Regions from separate parts of the Arachis hypogaea genome. Here region 2 is linked to region 1. A link is a contact called in public Hi-C data. All regions are on one chromosome and are shown on one strand. Each heading gives the region's core, a stretch centred on a gene start, on an enhancer-like site or on the middle of the called end of the contact. The rest is flanking DNA. Distances are from core to core; before and after follow the strand shown.

Region 1 (7,875 bases), core at 2,926-5,425:
AGCTAAGAATGTAAAAAGCTAAATTAAAATCATAAATCTGGAATACCTCAATTTGCATTAAACAAAAATTCAAATCTAACATAAAGAGTTCATAAGCCAATTTGGCAATATAAGTAATTACCAAGAGAAATAAAGAAACCAAAGTATTAGAATAAATAAAAGTAGAAGAGAAACATAAATTAAAGGAACATTGAACCTGGAATTGAGGAGAAATAATCCTAAAACTAAGAGAAATCATAAATCCTAAAACCTAGAGAGAGTAGAGAGCCTCTCTCTCTAGAAAACTACATCTAAAACCTAAGATTGTCAATTATGAATGTTGTTCTAATGAATGAATGGATTCTCCCACTTTATAGCCTCTAATGTGTATTTTCTGGGCCAAAAACTGGGTCAGAAACAGCCCAGAAATTGTCCCCAGCAATTTCTGATACGTCCCGCACGCAGCACTGTCACGCGTACGCGTCGTCCACGCGTATGCGTGGATTGATTTTTCTCCAGGTCACGCGTGCACGTGATCCACACATGGGAGTCACCTATCTTTAAGGCAGCTATGGTAAATTATATATCGTTGCGAAGCCCTGGATGTTAGCTTTCCAACGCAACTGAAACTGCCTCATTTGGACCTCTGTAGCTCATGTTATGACCGTTTGAGTGCGAAGAGGTCAGGCTGGACAGCTTAGCAATTTCTTCAACTTCTTGTATTCCTTCCACTTTTGCATGCTTCCTTTTCATCCTCTAAGCCATTCCTGCCTTATAAATCCTGAAATCACTTAACACACATATCAAGGCATCGAATGGTAATAAGAAGGGATTAAACATAGCAAAATTAAGGCCAAAGAAGCATGTTTCCAATCATAGCACAAGATTAGGAAGGAAAATGTAAAACCATGCAATTAGTATGAATAAGTGTGCAAATACTTGATAAAAACCACTCAATTGAGCACAAGATAAACCCTAAAATAATGGTTTATCACTGTACCTGGTATTTTTCATCTGAGACGAGAAATTCGACAGTTGATTAGCCGTGCAGAAACCGTACCTAGTATTTTTCATCTGAGAGGATCATACAGCTTGCCATTGAAGGAAGCCATGCGTGTTTGGAGAAGAAGACAGTAGAAAAGCAGAGATTCAGACAACAGAGCATCTCTGAAACCTCAACCTGTTCCTCATTACTGAATCACAAGTACTATTTATTTCATGTTATTTACTTTTCATAAACAAAATCATTCTTATCATTAATCTCCTGACTAAGATTTACAAGATAACCATAGCTTGCTTCAAGCCGACAATCTCCGTGGGATCGACCTTTACTCACGTAAGGTATTACTTGGACGACCCAGTGCACTTGCTGGTTAGTTGTGCGGAGTTGTGAAAAGTATGATCACAATTTCGTTCACCAATGAACACGACTAGAGGAGAACGACAAAGGCAATGCAAATCAACAACAAAAGAATGACGATAGGGTTTCAGGGTTTAGAGTTTTAGGGTTTATGGGTTCATGGTTCAGTGTACAGGAGTTCAGTGTGTTTCAAACTTTCGGTTCGCTCCGTGTATTAATTTCGGTTCACCGTGTTCATGGTTGAGGGTTTAGGGGCCAGGGTTCAGGGTTTTAGGAGTTTTGGGTATACAGTAGGGTTCAAGGTTTAGGGTTCAGGGTTTAGAGTTTAGCATTCAGGGTTCAGAGTTCAGTGTTCAGGGTTCGGGTACAAGTTTTAAGGTTTAGGGTTTATGGTTTAGCGTTCAGGGTTCAGAGTTCAGAGTTCAGGATTCGGGTTCAGGGTTTAGGGTTTAAGGTTTAGGTTTTAGGGTGTAGGGTTTATGGTTTAGGGTTTTAGGGATTTAGGGTTTATGGGTTCAGGGTTCAGGGTTCTGGTTTTAGTGGTTAGGGTTTAAGGTTTAGGGTTCAGTGTTTAGGGGTTCATAATTTTTTCATAAACAGGAGAGAGATTTGGATTACTCTTCTGAAACGAATTAAACTGACAAAGTTTGGATTATTCAATTTTGAATCGAATTGAATGGAATGTAATTGCTAATTTGAATTGAATTAAATGGACAGAGGTGTACTGAATTGAATTGAATTGAATTGATAATATGTAAATTGTAGGCAGCGTTATTTGAATTTGATTTTATATAATGGATTATGTTTCGTTCACTCAGTACTATACAATTGTTTCACCATGAGTACTGTGTTCGGTTCACCATGAGTACTGTGTTCGGTTTATTCTGCAGAAAGCTGTTTGAATTTGATTTTATATAATGAATTATGTTTCGTTCACTCAATACTATACAATTGTATTGTGTTCGGTTCACCATGAGTACTGTGTTCGGTTCATTCTGCACTATTCAAAACTCTTCTTCCTCACCTTCTACTGCTTCTTCACCAGAGAGAGAAGGAGGAAAAGATAAAAAAAATACAGCAGCAACAAGAACAAAAGAATGACGATAAGAAGAAAACACGTGAAGAAGAAGGAATGTAAAAAAGGAGGAGAATGAGGAACGCGAAGAAGAAGGCGAAGAAGAAGAAGACGCTCCGTGCGTAAACGAACGTGAAGAAGAAGAAGAAGAAGACGAACGTGAAGAAGAAGAAGAAGAAGAAGAAGAAGAAGAAGAAGAAGAAGAAGAAGAAGAAGAAGAAGAAGAAGCGTGGGGGAGAAGAAGCGGTGGGCAAGAGCGATTTTGTGTGTGTTGGGCGCGTGTATTTCACGTTTCATTTAATGGTATTGATTTTTTTGGTATTGGGCTAACTTAATTATATGGTTACAAGGATGTGTAGCATTTCTAATAAATAAATATTATATTATAATTACTTTACTAAACTAAGGTCATTACCATACTCGATGCAATCTGTAGCTGAAATTTATGATGCACGTTCTCTGAGCTGCGGGACTCACTGCTGAACTCTCCTGGTACAAGCTGCAACGGTTGAATAGCTCCTCACGCATGAACGGCACAGCAGTTCGCACCAAAGCGGGACACGTTTCACCAGCACCACAGAATTTTCCATTTAGTATCTATCCGTGACCGATATTATTCCTTAATCCATTTCCCAAAATCCTCAGCCACAATAAATAGTTAAATACTGAAATAATAACTATCAATATGCAGATATAATAAATATAAATATAACACACACACACAATAATCGTATAATAAAGATTTAAATCAGAGATTATAATATAAGAAAATTTTTTTACCTGATTGAATTTTCTAATATCTATTATATTTTTTATCGTCTCGTTATTTAGTAATGATATATGGTTTTAATCAATACAAATTAAAGTGATAGGAGAAAGATTTATATGTTTCCTAGAATATATTTAATTCATCTCGAAATCAATTACAATTATTCATACTCATATATTAATTTAAAAATTATGTTAAATAAATAGAAATGTGTGATTATATTTAATATTTATTTGAGTGAAGTTTTAAAAAATTTGTTTCAAGTAATATTTTTAAAAATCTTTTAAAAAATTAAAAATAATTTTATATTTAAATATTTTATATAAAAATATTTTTTTATTTAAAAATTAATTTTTTGTGTTCATCTAGTAACGGTGATAATAATACTAAACAAAATATAAAAATTATTAAAAAAATTTAAAATTATTATGTCTATTTATTAAAAAAATTAAAAAATTATTATTTAATTTAAAAAATATAAAAATAAATAATTTTTAAAAAATTAAGACTTACTAAAAAAATAAATTAAACAAAATTTAGACAAAAATTTATAGACACTGTAGAATTGGTAATACTAAGTGCATGTTTGGGCGCTATTATTTTGTTAAAAAAAGATCTTTTTTCAATAAAAAAAGATCTTTTTTTATTTTTTAACGTGTTTGGTAAATTTCTAGTAGTAAAAGTAAAAGCACTAGTAAAATAAAAAAAAATCTTTTTTGAGAAGCTGTAATTTACATCTTTTTTTAAAAGATCTTTTTTCCTTAAAAAAAAAATATTTTTCATGTAATAAATAAAAAAAAGTATTTTTATATTGTTATACCCAAACATAATTGATTGATAAAAAGACCTTTTTATATGAGATATCCAAACATAAAATTACTTTTACTTCTCCATAAGATCTTTTAAAAAAAGATAACTCGAAAAAAGATATTTTTTAAAAAACTCACCCAAACAAGCCCGATAAGAAGTATATAATGAAAACTTGAAAAGTTAAAACAAAAGAAAAATGAATTGTTCCCTCACTGTTGTTGATTTGATATTAGTGTTTGCAATTTAAAATAAACAAAAAGGAAATCAAAAAATGAAAAAGAAACTTGTGGTCTAAAACGGAAGGAGAAAAGAAACAATGAAGTGAAGTTCTCCGCCATTTTTTCTACCACAAAGCCAGGAAGTGTAAACTGAGGAACTGGCATGGCCACTGTAGCAACAAGTGGAATAGGAGCAGGGTTAACAAAGCTCCAAGCAAACAAAGGAAAGCACAACAAATCCCTCTTTCTGGGCCATGGATTCAGAATCAAACCTTCTTCTCTACCATGCAGCAGTAGAAAGAAGCCTCCTTTTCAAGTGTTTGCATTAGGTGGTGGTGGTGGTGCAAGTGAATGGGTTCTTGATTCCATTCACAACCTCTTTGTGGGTGTTGGGGTTGGTCTCCCTTGCACTGTGATGGAGTGTGGGGACCTAATTTATAGGAGCACACTACCAAAGTCAAATGGGTTGACTCTTACAGTTCCTGGTGCGGTTCTTGCTTTGAGTGCTCTCTCTTACCTTTGGGCCACACCTGGGGTTGCACCTGGTTTCTTTGACATGTTTGTTCTTGCTTTTGTTGAGAGATTGTTCAGACCCACTTATAGAAAGGTCACTCAGTTCAACTTCATTTCTTTTTCTTTATGTTACTTTAGCCAATTCTTATTTTCATTCTATAATATCTCTTATTTCGTTACTTATATAGAAGTAAAAATTATGGTTGATTAATTAGTACTTCACTGTTAAGAATTTACATTACTTTTGATTTTAGTATATGTCCATTTAGCTAGAGTGCACCATGGATAATGCTACTATAAAATATTTAGATGTTAATGGTTTAAATGTTAAATATGACCCACTACTTGTTTGATTCATCGCGTCATGACTCAACAATGCTTGGTTCATATAGGTTAATTGTTAATATTGCTTCTGCTCTTGATTGTAACTGTTATTGCTGACGTTGGTTTATTGTTTTTGGCAGGATGACTTTGTTGTGGGCAAGAAGTTAGGGGAGGGATCCTTTGGAGTAGTTTATAGAGCAACACCGTCCAAGCCCTCTTCAAAGGTATTAATTAATTACTATTCTATTTGGAAGCTACTATGGTCCTTTGCAGATCCTATGTTAATGCAGGATGCTTGTGGGCTGCCTATTTGGAAGCTACTAGAATAATGGAGTTTCTCACTTATGTTTTTTTTGCCTTAGTTGGTTCTTGCTTGCATTTTTCATGGTGCACTTTACTAGATCATTGAATTTTCATGTCATTTGTTTATGAATTTTTTTTTTTTTTTGAAAACGGTGTCATTTTAAGTTTAATTGCTCATGAATATCATGCTTTCAAGAAACAAAAATGAGTGGCATATGTGCCTCAGCACCTGTGAGATTTAGAAATGTTAGATTGCTTGAATAGTATTGGTATGACTTATGCTTCTATTTTGGTTCTCAATGGAAGGAAGGTGACTTAGTCTTGAAGAAAGCTACTGAATATGGTGCCGTAGAAATTTGGATGAATGAGCGCGTACGGAGAGCTTGTGCAAGCAGCTGCGCAGATTTTCTATACGGGTTTCTTGAGGTGTTGCTCAATTAAAACTACTACTTCTTCATGAACTTCACTATCATAGTTGTATGGAGAAATTAAAGACATTTTTCAGTTACATAAGTTCACAGTTTAGTTTTAGTTATAGCAGTTGTCCTCATAATCACAAACCATTTGCAGAGCTCTTCAAAGAAGGCTCCCGAATACTGGCTTATATGGCGGTTTGAAGGGGATGCTACCCTAGCTGACTTGCTGCAGAGTAGAGAATTTCCATACAATGTTAGTAGTCTCGTTACTCGTCGTGATGCAAATCATCAATTTTAATAGTATTAAGTATTAACCTTACAATTTTCTGATAAAGTAGTAGGAAATTATTACAATAATATTCCGTAGCCTTTACTCATTATTTCACTATGTTTCTGAAGCGTTTTGTTCATATTAAACTCTTCAATTTTATGCTTTATTGGTAAGTCATGAATGCTTATGTCTCCGGTATCAGCCATAGTGATTAGTGCCGCAAATTACAGGTTGAAACATTAATTCTGGGTGAGGTTCAGGACTTGCCGAAGGGAGTCGAAAGAGAAAACAGAATTATTCAAACAATCATGAGGCAACTGTTGTTTGCATTAGACGGTCTTCACTCAACTGGCATTGTGCATAGGGATATTAAGCCACAGAACATTATTTTCTCTGAAGGTAAGAATCTGAACCTTGCATATCTTATTTTTTTCCCTCCCTGATGAAAAGTTTTCATAATCAAAGTTAAGATCAGGGTTTCTTTTGTTTAGTATGTCTTTTATTGAGTCTTTATTTTGTGTTATTGTTTACCTTGTAATAAACTCCACTTTATTGTGCTGAGCTCCTTCTTTCAAGAAGAAAAAACCCCTATTAAGATCTTGTTTCCTTTCTAATCCTGGGATCAGGGTCGCGAACATTCAAAATCATTGATCTTGGAGCTGCTGCAGACCTGCGAGTTGGCATTAACTATATTCCCAAGGAGTTTCTCTTGGATCCAAGGTATCTTCTTCGACATTTGATAAAAAAATAGCACTGTTGCCTGCTTTCAAAAGGAGAAAAAATATTAAGAAAAGAAAAGAAATCTACTGTTGGAATTTTTTATTTGATATGCTTAATGAGTTTAGTAATGGGTTCTTTTCATTTTTCTTTTAGTGGAATTAGAAAATGGAAGCTTTTATTTTTTTTTTATTTATGAACTATTTCAAAAATTTCCCTTTAAAGCCATCAACACTTTCTGCCTCATTTCCTTTAAGGCCCCGTTCCCACATCGCATACTCATTCTCATTCTCATTCCAACAAGTCGCCATATTGAAATAAGAGAGTGAATGTGACCAATTAATTGCTGAAGGAGTTTGAACCTAAGGCTGATTCGGGTCCAGTTTTTGTGTCGGTGATTCTCCTTCATTCTGTTAACTCCAGGGTGGTTAGTTCAGATTCCTGCAATTCTTGAGTTTGCCAATTTTCAAACAAGTGGATTTTCCATTTTGTTTCATGCACATTAGCAGCAAGAGATGAATATAGCAAGGAATGAAAACTATTGTAACTTGTGAGCTAAAAAACTGAATTATTCTATCAATGTGTATTATGCAGAAGATATACAAGGATATATATACACAGCAGATGAAGTGTAACAACTAACAACCATTCTAACAAACTCTTAACTTCACCCTAACTAACTTATAACTGAGTTTCCTTTTATGCCCCTAATAATGCAATCCTCTACTTTGCTCTTATATACATTTTCTTCTTAGCAATTGAGATCCAGATGTACATGGATTAATGAATAAATGAATGAATGATCCTAATTAATTTCTTGTTTACGTTTACTAGCTAGTACTGTTGCCAAGTTCTTTTGGTTGGTTTGGATTATTATTGGAATTTATTTGTATATTTCTGTTTTTAATCAAGCTCTCAATTAATGAGAATCAGTTCTGTTTTCAAGGCATCAAGTTAATGAGTTTTTTATGATGCTAGTTAATGAGGCAAGTCGAAAATTAGGTCTCGGTTGTTCACGTATTTGAGGTTTCATTAATATGCATTCTTATCCCTTTTGAAGTGGCAATCAAAGTTGGGAGTATCCTTACTGAAACAACAAGCTATGCAATCACAGACTAAC
Region 2 (7,798 bases), core at 3,178-5,677, 500 kb after region 1:
AAAATTACAACCAAGTGTTATGTTACCAAAGGGGTCTCCTAGATGGACTTAGTGGTACAATTGAAGTGTATCAAAAAGAAAAGGTCTGACAGACCTATCTAAAATAAGGTTATGTATAATTATTTCTCCAAGAATTTTCTTTGGCATACTTTATATCCTTTTATCTAAGTTCTACCTGGATATTGCTTTTCCAGTATAAACTTTGGCCTGATTACTGCCTTTGCAGCAGAGTTAGAGCTACCTTATCATATTAAGAAAAGCTGCCACATATTTGTAAAGAAAGGGTTAGTCAGCAGTGCTTTAAACTAAATCTTAGTATGAGTATGGTGAGAATGAAAAGCAATATCCTGTGTTTAACTTTGCTTAGTCCTTAATTAAGCTGATTTTGGGTGTTACAAGCTAAGACCATTCTATGTATATATTCCCATTAAGGAGAGGATGGACAATTAATACTTAATCTCTACTACAGTCTTAAATGGTTGTCTTTTCATCCAGGAGACTCTTTTTTTGCTCAATTAAGTTATCTATTTATTTATTATTCATTTATTTTTTTCATAATCCATTCTATCATGACAGGCTATTGAATGGTAACTTATTGGAAGGACGAGTGCCGGAGGAACTTTATTCGATTGGTGTCCATGGTGGAGCTATTGAGTATGTCACTTTAATCTGATAGCCTTTCTATCAAGTTCTGCATAATGCTATTTAACATATGTAAACAATTCTATCTTTTACTATATCTGTATGTTTTTGTAATCTGGAAGAAGAGCCACATAATCCCTTCTAGTCTTGAGTATCCTCTGACATCAGCATTGAATGCTAAACTTAGCTAAATGGACACCGCCATTGCCCAATGTTGGCTATATGGCCATTTTGGTGTTAGCCTGAAGTGAATTTGATGAGTTGCAAGATCACTTTTTAAACTGAATTTACCCTCTTTAAAATAAGAAGAAAAAAAATGACTAGCTTCACCAAAAAAAAAAAAAAAAAAAAAAAAACTACAGAAAAAGTTGAAAAAGAACAGGCCTTTTTTAAATGGGGGAGTACTTGGAATTGTGCGTCTATGAAGAATACGGATAAAATTTGTATTTTGCAATCCATTGAGACATGGAGACTTCTTTGATACCCTGATCATCGTAATACTCTTTGATTAATCAGTGGCTCACAGTCATGAAGCTACCAGAAATAATCAATTATTTATTTTGGAGGTTGGGGGAGGGGTGGGGGGAAATTGAACTTTAAACCCATTTAGAAATAATGTTTACACACGTTTTTTTTTTGTTTGATTGTTTTTGGCTCAGTCTCTCCAGCAACAAAGGTTTGTGCGGTGTTCCAACCTTGCCATCCTGTCCTATATTTTGGGAGAATGGAAGGTTATCTACTCAGGGTAAAATTGCAATAGGCTTGTCATGCTTTTTTGTTTTCTGTGTGGTGGTGCTGCTGGTCTTTGTCTTCATCAGGAGGAGAAGAAATGATTATGACTTTGCTCTGCCTCATGAATTAACATGTAAGTCTAATTTTAACGAGATTCTTCCATCTAGCTTTAATGTTTTTGGGGACGCTAACTATGGTATCTGTTCCTCTGCCAAGCTTGTTTCCTTGGTTTTGTTTTGTTCTTGTTTGTGTGTGTGCGTGCGTTTTTCATTTTTTTTTTTTTTGTGTTTTTACACATGAGAACTCAGGTAAAATTTATACTCACTCTTACCCTGCAACCAACATACCTAACAGATAAAAAAGTGAGGGAATATTTACACAGGATTAGAGGATACGGTCCAGTCCTTAAAGAGAACCGGTAAAGAAAAGGAAACCAATAAAAATAAAACGGGGGAATGAGCTCTCAAATCCCAGAAAAAGATTTGTTGGTGCTTCATTGTTTTGCACTAATGTTGCACACTTGCACAATTAGAATGACAGTTGGATCATAGGCTGAGATTTGATGGCTCTTAAGTGGTGACACTTATTCCTCACATTTTGGTTTCAATTTTATGTATTTGTTTTCTATCTAGTACATTGATCCTAAATATTATTCAAAATTATTGTCATTGCTCCCCCTTTTTCTTTCCTCCTATGAAATTGAGGACGTTAATATGGTGGAAAGGAGGTTGAATCGAGAATGTTCTCTTGCCAAGACTTCGGCATTTAATGCTGGACAATGTAATCGCTGTATTACACTTGTGGTTAGTTCTCCAACAGGTGGTGCAATATTCTTGGAAGGAGCACTTAAAGATTGATAAGAGTAGTGTAGCCATAACTGAATTAGTTGAGCAAGAGAATGGTTAGTGAGCTCACATAGTTAGTTAGAGTATCACTAGTCTCTCCTTTGTAATCAGATTAATCATTCATGCAATTGAGATACTTTACTTCCTTTCCAAGAAACTTACAATTCTGTGATTCATCTCTGATCAAGATCATACACTTGCTGATTCATATATTCAACTCTTGAAATCTAACAAAGATCATCTCATATGGGACTCATCAAAGCTTCATGAGTTTGTTTTTGTCACCTGATAAGCTGGATGCAAATCAGATTGGGATTTTCATGTTGCTTCTTGCTACTTTTGTGATAATTTAGTGAAATAGAGGACGTTAATATGGTGGAAAAGAGAGAAGTAACGAAAAAAAAAAAAAGTGGAGTAATGATAAATCACACATAAAGCTGGGTTCAAAATGTGAGAAATAGGGGCCATTAATTAACAGCCTTTAGATCTCCAAACTTATGCTTTAACGGTTACTGTAATTGCACACCATCATTAGTGCAAAAAAGAACCAATGAATCTTTTACCGTCAATCCTTTTGCATATGTTAAATGATTAGATTGGGTAGTGATCACTACAAATATGTTATGAAAAGGACGACTCCCATAACAAATAGAGGGGTAAAAAACTTGATTAAAGACAGACATTCCTTCTCAACCACAACAAACATCAGAAGCAAAGTCTTATCCATAGGTGATATCTGTTACATGGATTAAATAATGCTATTGTGTCCTATCATATGTCATCTTTCAAGTGAAACTGTTTACATATAAATCTCTTTTGACCATCTTGTACATGGTTCGTTTAGGTCTTCTTCCATCTTTTGCCACTTATCTATCTTCTATTTGAGTCACCCTCTTAATTGAATACTCTACCAATCTTCTCTGCACATGTCTGAAACACCTAACACGGGATTCTACCATTTATGCAACAATAGGTGTTATTCCAACTTTTTCTTCTTATATCCTCATTCATTATTCTTTCCATATGTATTTGGCCGCTCATTCATCTAAGCATCTTCATCTTTTCCACACTAAGATATAGATTATTTTGTAGATAAATGATAATATCTTGATATTTTATAGATATCAAAGTACAAACTATTTTTTCAAAATATTTTTAATATCTTTTTTAATTATATAAGGAATTTTAGATATTTTGTATTAATAATTAAAAATGCATAATATTTCTATAAACATTTCAAGAATATAGGTCAAGAATAAGCTTTAATATGCCGGCAAAATTGGAATAAGTTATGAATTTACACATATTAGTCCCTCGAAAGAAAAATTTAGAAACACTTTTATCCTATTTGTTGTTACAAAGGATTCTTCTAGAATTTAGATTTATTTTCTTATTGAAGATTGAAGAGGACTCTATTCGAATATTATGTTACCTATTTGTTAGTTCAATAGCTAGAAAAGTCTCTCTCTCTCTCTCTCTCTCTCTCTCTCTCTCTCTCTCTCTATATATATATATATATATAACACCTGCTTCAAGAGTATGACTTACTTTCAGTGTAACTCTGTGCTTAGAAAAGAATGTTTGTGATAAAAAATGCATAATAGGTTTGTGATTCCAGATCCACTATCAAAGCCACCAGAAATACTTACAACTGTTGCTAGATTTCTTAGCTGGGATTCTTGTTGTTCCCTGATCTCTTAGTTTCTTGCACATATTTTCTACAATCTTTTACTGAACTGTTACTACTTCATGCTTTGATATTTGACATGCATGACCTGAATTTTCAACATTGTGCATTGTCAACTATCTTCAAAGTAGAAGCCATCTAAAGTACACTTTTACCGAATTGTATTGTCTTCAAATGAAAATGTTAAGCCATCTAAAAATGATTGATTTGACAGAGCTTGGTATATCTATTCAGTTTTACTATTTTGATGACTCTCCAACCAATCAACTTATCAACCACCCCTGTGGAATGTGATTACAGACACAAAAAAATAAATAGTAAAATAAGATAAAATAAAATAAGCCCCTGCAAAATCACATCACACGGGATTTGTGAGTAGTTGTTTGGATTGTTGTCAAAGTGAGTCGCAGAAATAGCATTAGTGATATCTTTTATTTCTTTAATCAATCCTATTCTAACTGTTGACTATTATGTTGTTTCTTTTGCAGCATTAGCCGCCAAGAGAAACAGATACCAGAGGCAAAAGTCATTGATGCTTCTTGAGATGGAGAGTCAACATGCCAAGGGATTGGTAGCCTCACCCTACACTCAACAATAACCCTTTCCAAATGAAATTGCCCAAGGAAGGATTGATTTTCATATTTTTCGGCTAAACATACACACCAACACAGCCTATGGGAGATTGAAAGCCTTACTCCATCAATCGTTGGCCACGATGTGACTAAACATGCGGCTTTCGAATAACCAAAAAAAAAAAAAAAAATGGCTCTGGGATTTGCCTTTCCCGTTTCACTGTCTCATCAAGGATTCTAGAATCCACTTGTTATATATGTGTTGCTTTGTGTCACATTTTTTTGACCAATCACATGAAGGCATATTATATACAATATTATATTGCCTTTTATGTCAATACCCGTCTACTGCTTCTGCTGAATGTGTAATGGGAACAAACAAAAAGTTTAAGCATCTATGGATGAAATTTGACCAAGTTAGAGTCCATTCTTTTTTTTATACTCATTTGATCTGTGTAGCTACTAGATTTTTCTTTTTTTATTAATTGTGAATTTGTGATGTAATTGTCTTTTTTTATTAATTGTGAATTTGTGATGTAATTGTGTAGCTAAAGTAGCAGTGACTGGATTTTGTTGTACGATGTATTTTAAGCTTCTGTTATAGTAAATAAAGCTAACGGAGAAATCTCAATACATTTCTTTGAGATAAAACTTAGAGTTTGATTTGCTGAAGATTCGAGGTATAATTCTTGAGTTTTTTTGGGATTTTACTGAGGTAGCATTATGCTAAGATATATACTCACATGTAATGTCTTATCGGTAAGGTTATAAAAATTTGATAAGTAGAAGTTTAAAAGTTCAATTGAAATTCAATTTAAGTATAATAAAATAATATATTTATATATAAAATGTATAATTTAAAAAAATTGATTGTTTATTTATTATTTTAAATCGGTTAATTATTAAGTTTGATTGGTTATAGACTTTTTTTTTTTTTTAAATTTTTGATCAAATTTTTGTCAAACATTTTTATTTTGAACCGGACTCAATTAGAGGTTAGTATATACTTGGGGGATGTCTCTCTCCCCCAAAATTAAAAATTTAAGTGTATAAAAGCCTTTACTTTTTAGGTTAGCTATCCTAATTTTAATTTTTTTCATTTTTCTAGGGTTATATTTTTCATATTGGCCATTTTTAAAAAATGCTCTAGCTTTGTCCTTAACCAGACTGGTCTAGTGGTTGATTTTATATTCAGTGGATTGAATATATTCCTCTTCATCCAAACAATTAAAGGAAAAATAAACTTCCACTCCACTTTTTTTTCTCTTCCTTTCATCTTTTTCACTTAGTTCCATCCATCCAAACAAAGCCTTAGAGAGAAGTATGTTCCACATGTGGAGAGGATTGGTGTGATGGCTATGGTTCAATTATTTTCTTGTAATTTGTTTAAGGTTATTGAGTCACATAGTACAATGTTAAGTGTTAACTAGCCATTTAGAGTTAATAATTAAATTAGTCTCTGAAAGATAAGCCATTCTTTAAATTCGTTCCTAAAAGATTTTTTCAATTAAATTGGTCTTTCAAAGATTACGAATTAATCATATTTGTCCTTCAGTTACTCTACTCACAATTTTCGTCAACGATTGATGATGTGAAATATTAACTAATAGCATACATGACACATACCATGTTCAATTAGACGTTGACTAAATATGTTTACGAAAATTTATCAATTTAGTCACTAGGTCATATTGGAAATAGAATTTTTGTAATTGGAGAAAATGACTAAATTAATAAATTTTCATAAACATATTTGGTCAATATCCAATTAGATATATCATGTATTATATATGTTATCAATTAACGTTTTACACTATCAATCTTTAAAGAAAATTGTTAATAGAGTGACTGGAAGACAAATATGATTAATTCACAATCTTTGAAGGACTAATTTGATTGAAAAAATATTTCAGGAATAAATTTGAAGAATGTCTTATCTTTCGGGGACTAATATGACTATTAATCCTAGCCATTTATTTGTGATCGATTATTTATACACATAAGTATTTTATTAGCTAGATTGGTGGCAAAATAACTAACATGATTCATGGTTATAACATTGAGGGACCAACTAAATATATTTAAATCTCGAGAATCAAACTGATTATCAAGTAAAACTTCAAAGGCCAAATTTAAGCTTTTCTCGTGTTAGGTTGGTATAATACTATTGGAAACATTTCAAGTGCACCGGGAATACCAGTGCACCAGTTGTTTTAACCGTTGATCTGAATTATAAAAAATATATATAATATATTGTTACAGATCCGAGCCACGGATCCTGGACCCGGGACTACACCCAAACCCGGCTTCCCAGGTCCGACCCGCACCTCTCTCCTAGAAGGCCCGAAACCGGCCCTCCAGAGCTCCTAACCAACTTTCGAATTCAAACGTCTACCTTATTTTAGCCAAATAAGATAAGATAAGATACTCGTCATCACCTATAAATAGAGGACCCAAGTCCCTCCAGGTATTCATTCATTCCTCACACCTTACACCTCTCAGATCCATTCTGACTTGAGCGTCGGAGTGTCTTTGCAGGTACCTCCCCCCATCACTCCAGTCACACGACCCGGTCTTCGCCTCGACCCGCAGGTTCCCGATCCATCCTTCAACCCGTACCAGAGACATCTTGTACATTGGCGCCGTCTGTGGGGAACTGCGCCGTCCAAAGCCGGAATGGGGGACGTACTGGAAGAAACCTCCTCAAGCCGGGATGATTCTCGACCGCTCCATCCGACCCCAGAACACCAGGAGGTCATAAACCAAGGCAGGATAGCAAGCACTATCCACCACATGAACGATCATATCACGGAACCGCGACACCCCAAGAAAACAGGGGACAAAGCGGCACAAACCATTCAAGATCTCTGCCTCCGGGTCCAGGAACTCGAAGGCAAATTGGCCACCAAGGAAAGACACAACAACGAACACGGAAGCTGGTGTGCAAAATCGTGATCATTCCATTCCTTGGTAACGGCGCTAAAAACTCAATACGCACGTTCATGATCTTATATCTGTTTCACAACTTCGTACAACAAACCAGCAAGTGCACTGGGTCGTCCAAGTAATAAACCTTACGTGAGTAAGGGTCGATCCCACGGAGATTGTCGGCTTGAAGCAAGCTATGGTCACCTTGTAAATCTCAGTTAGGCGGATTCAAATAGTTTTAAGAAATTATAGTGGATGAAAATTAAATAAAATATAAAATAGGATAGTGGTACTTATGTAATTCATTGGTGAGAATTTCAGATAAGCGTATAGAGATACTTTCGTTCCTCATTGCTCTCTGCTTTCCTGCTGTCTTCATCCAATCAACCTAC

Evidence for each region. A called contact is a pair of places that touch in the nucleus more often than the background predicts.
Region 2: a contact with region 1 is called in a Hi-C map of an unstated tissue, with 5 times the contacts expected there. The contact joins the enhancer-like site here to the promoter of LOC112750530 in region 1. A contact is called at or near these places in 2 of 8 Hi-C or Micro-C datasets (leaf and an unstated tissue).

Annotation. Positions count from the first base shown.
Region 1 is chr15:119,658,517-119,666,391 of arahy.Tifrunner.gnm2.J5K5, forward strand. LOC112750530 (serine/threonine-protein kinase STN7, chloroplastic) reads left to right here and starts at 4,176. Exons shown (of 10, transcript XM_025799297.3): 1 at 4,176-4,818; 2 at 5,189-5,272; 3 at 5,658-5,777; 4 at 5,922-6,020; 5 at 6,269-6,437; 6 at 6,665-6,758. The coding sequence starts at 4,375.
Region 2 is chr15:120,161,189-120,168,986 of arahy.Tifrunner.gnm2.J5K5, forward strand. LOC112750532 (receptor-like protein 4) reads left to right here. Exons shown (of 9, transcript XM_025799299.3): 7 at 577-654; 8 at 1,302-1,507; 9 at 4,395-5,129. The coding sequence ends at 4,504. Among protein-coding and RNA genes, the nearest start is that of LOC112750532, 9.8 kb to the left of the region's middle. Within about 2 kb of position 4,428, at least 1 of the 3 cell types and tissues checked has open chromatin away from gene starts, as enhancers often do.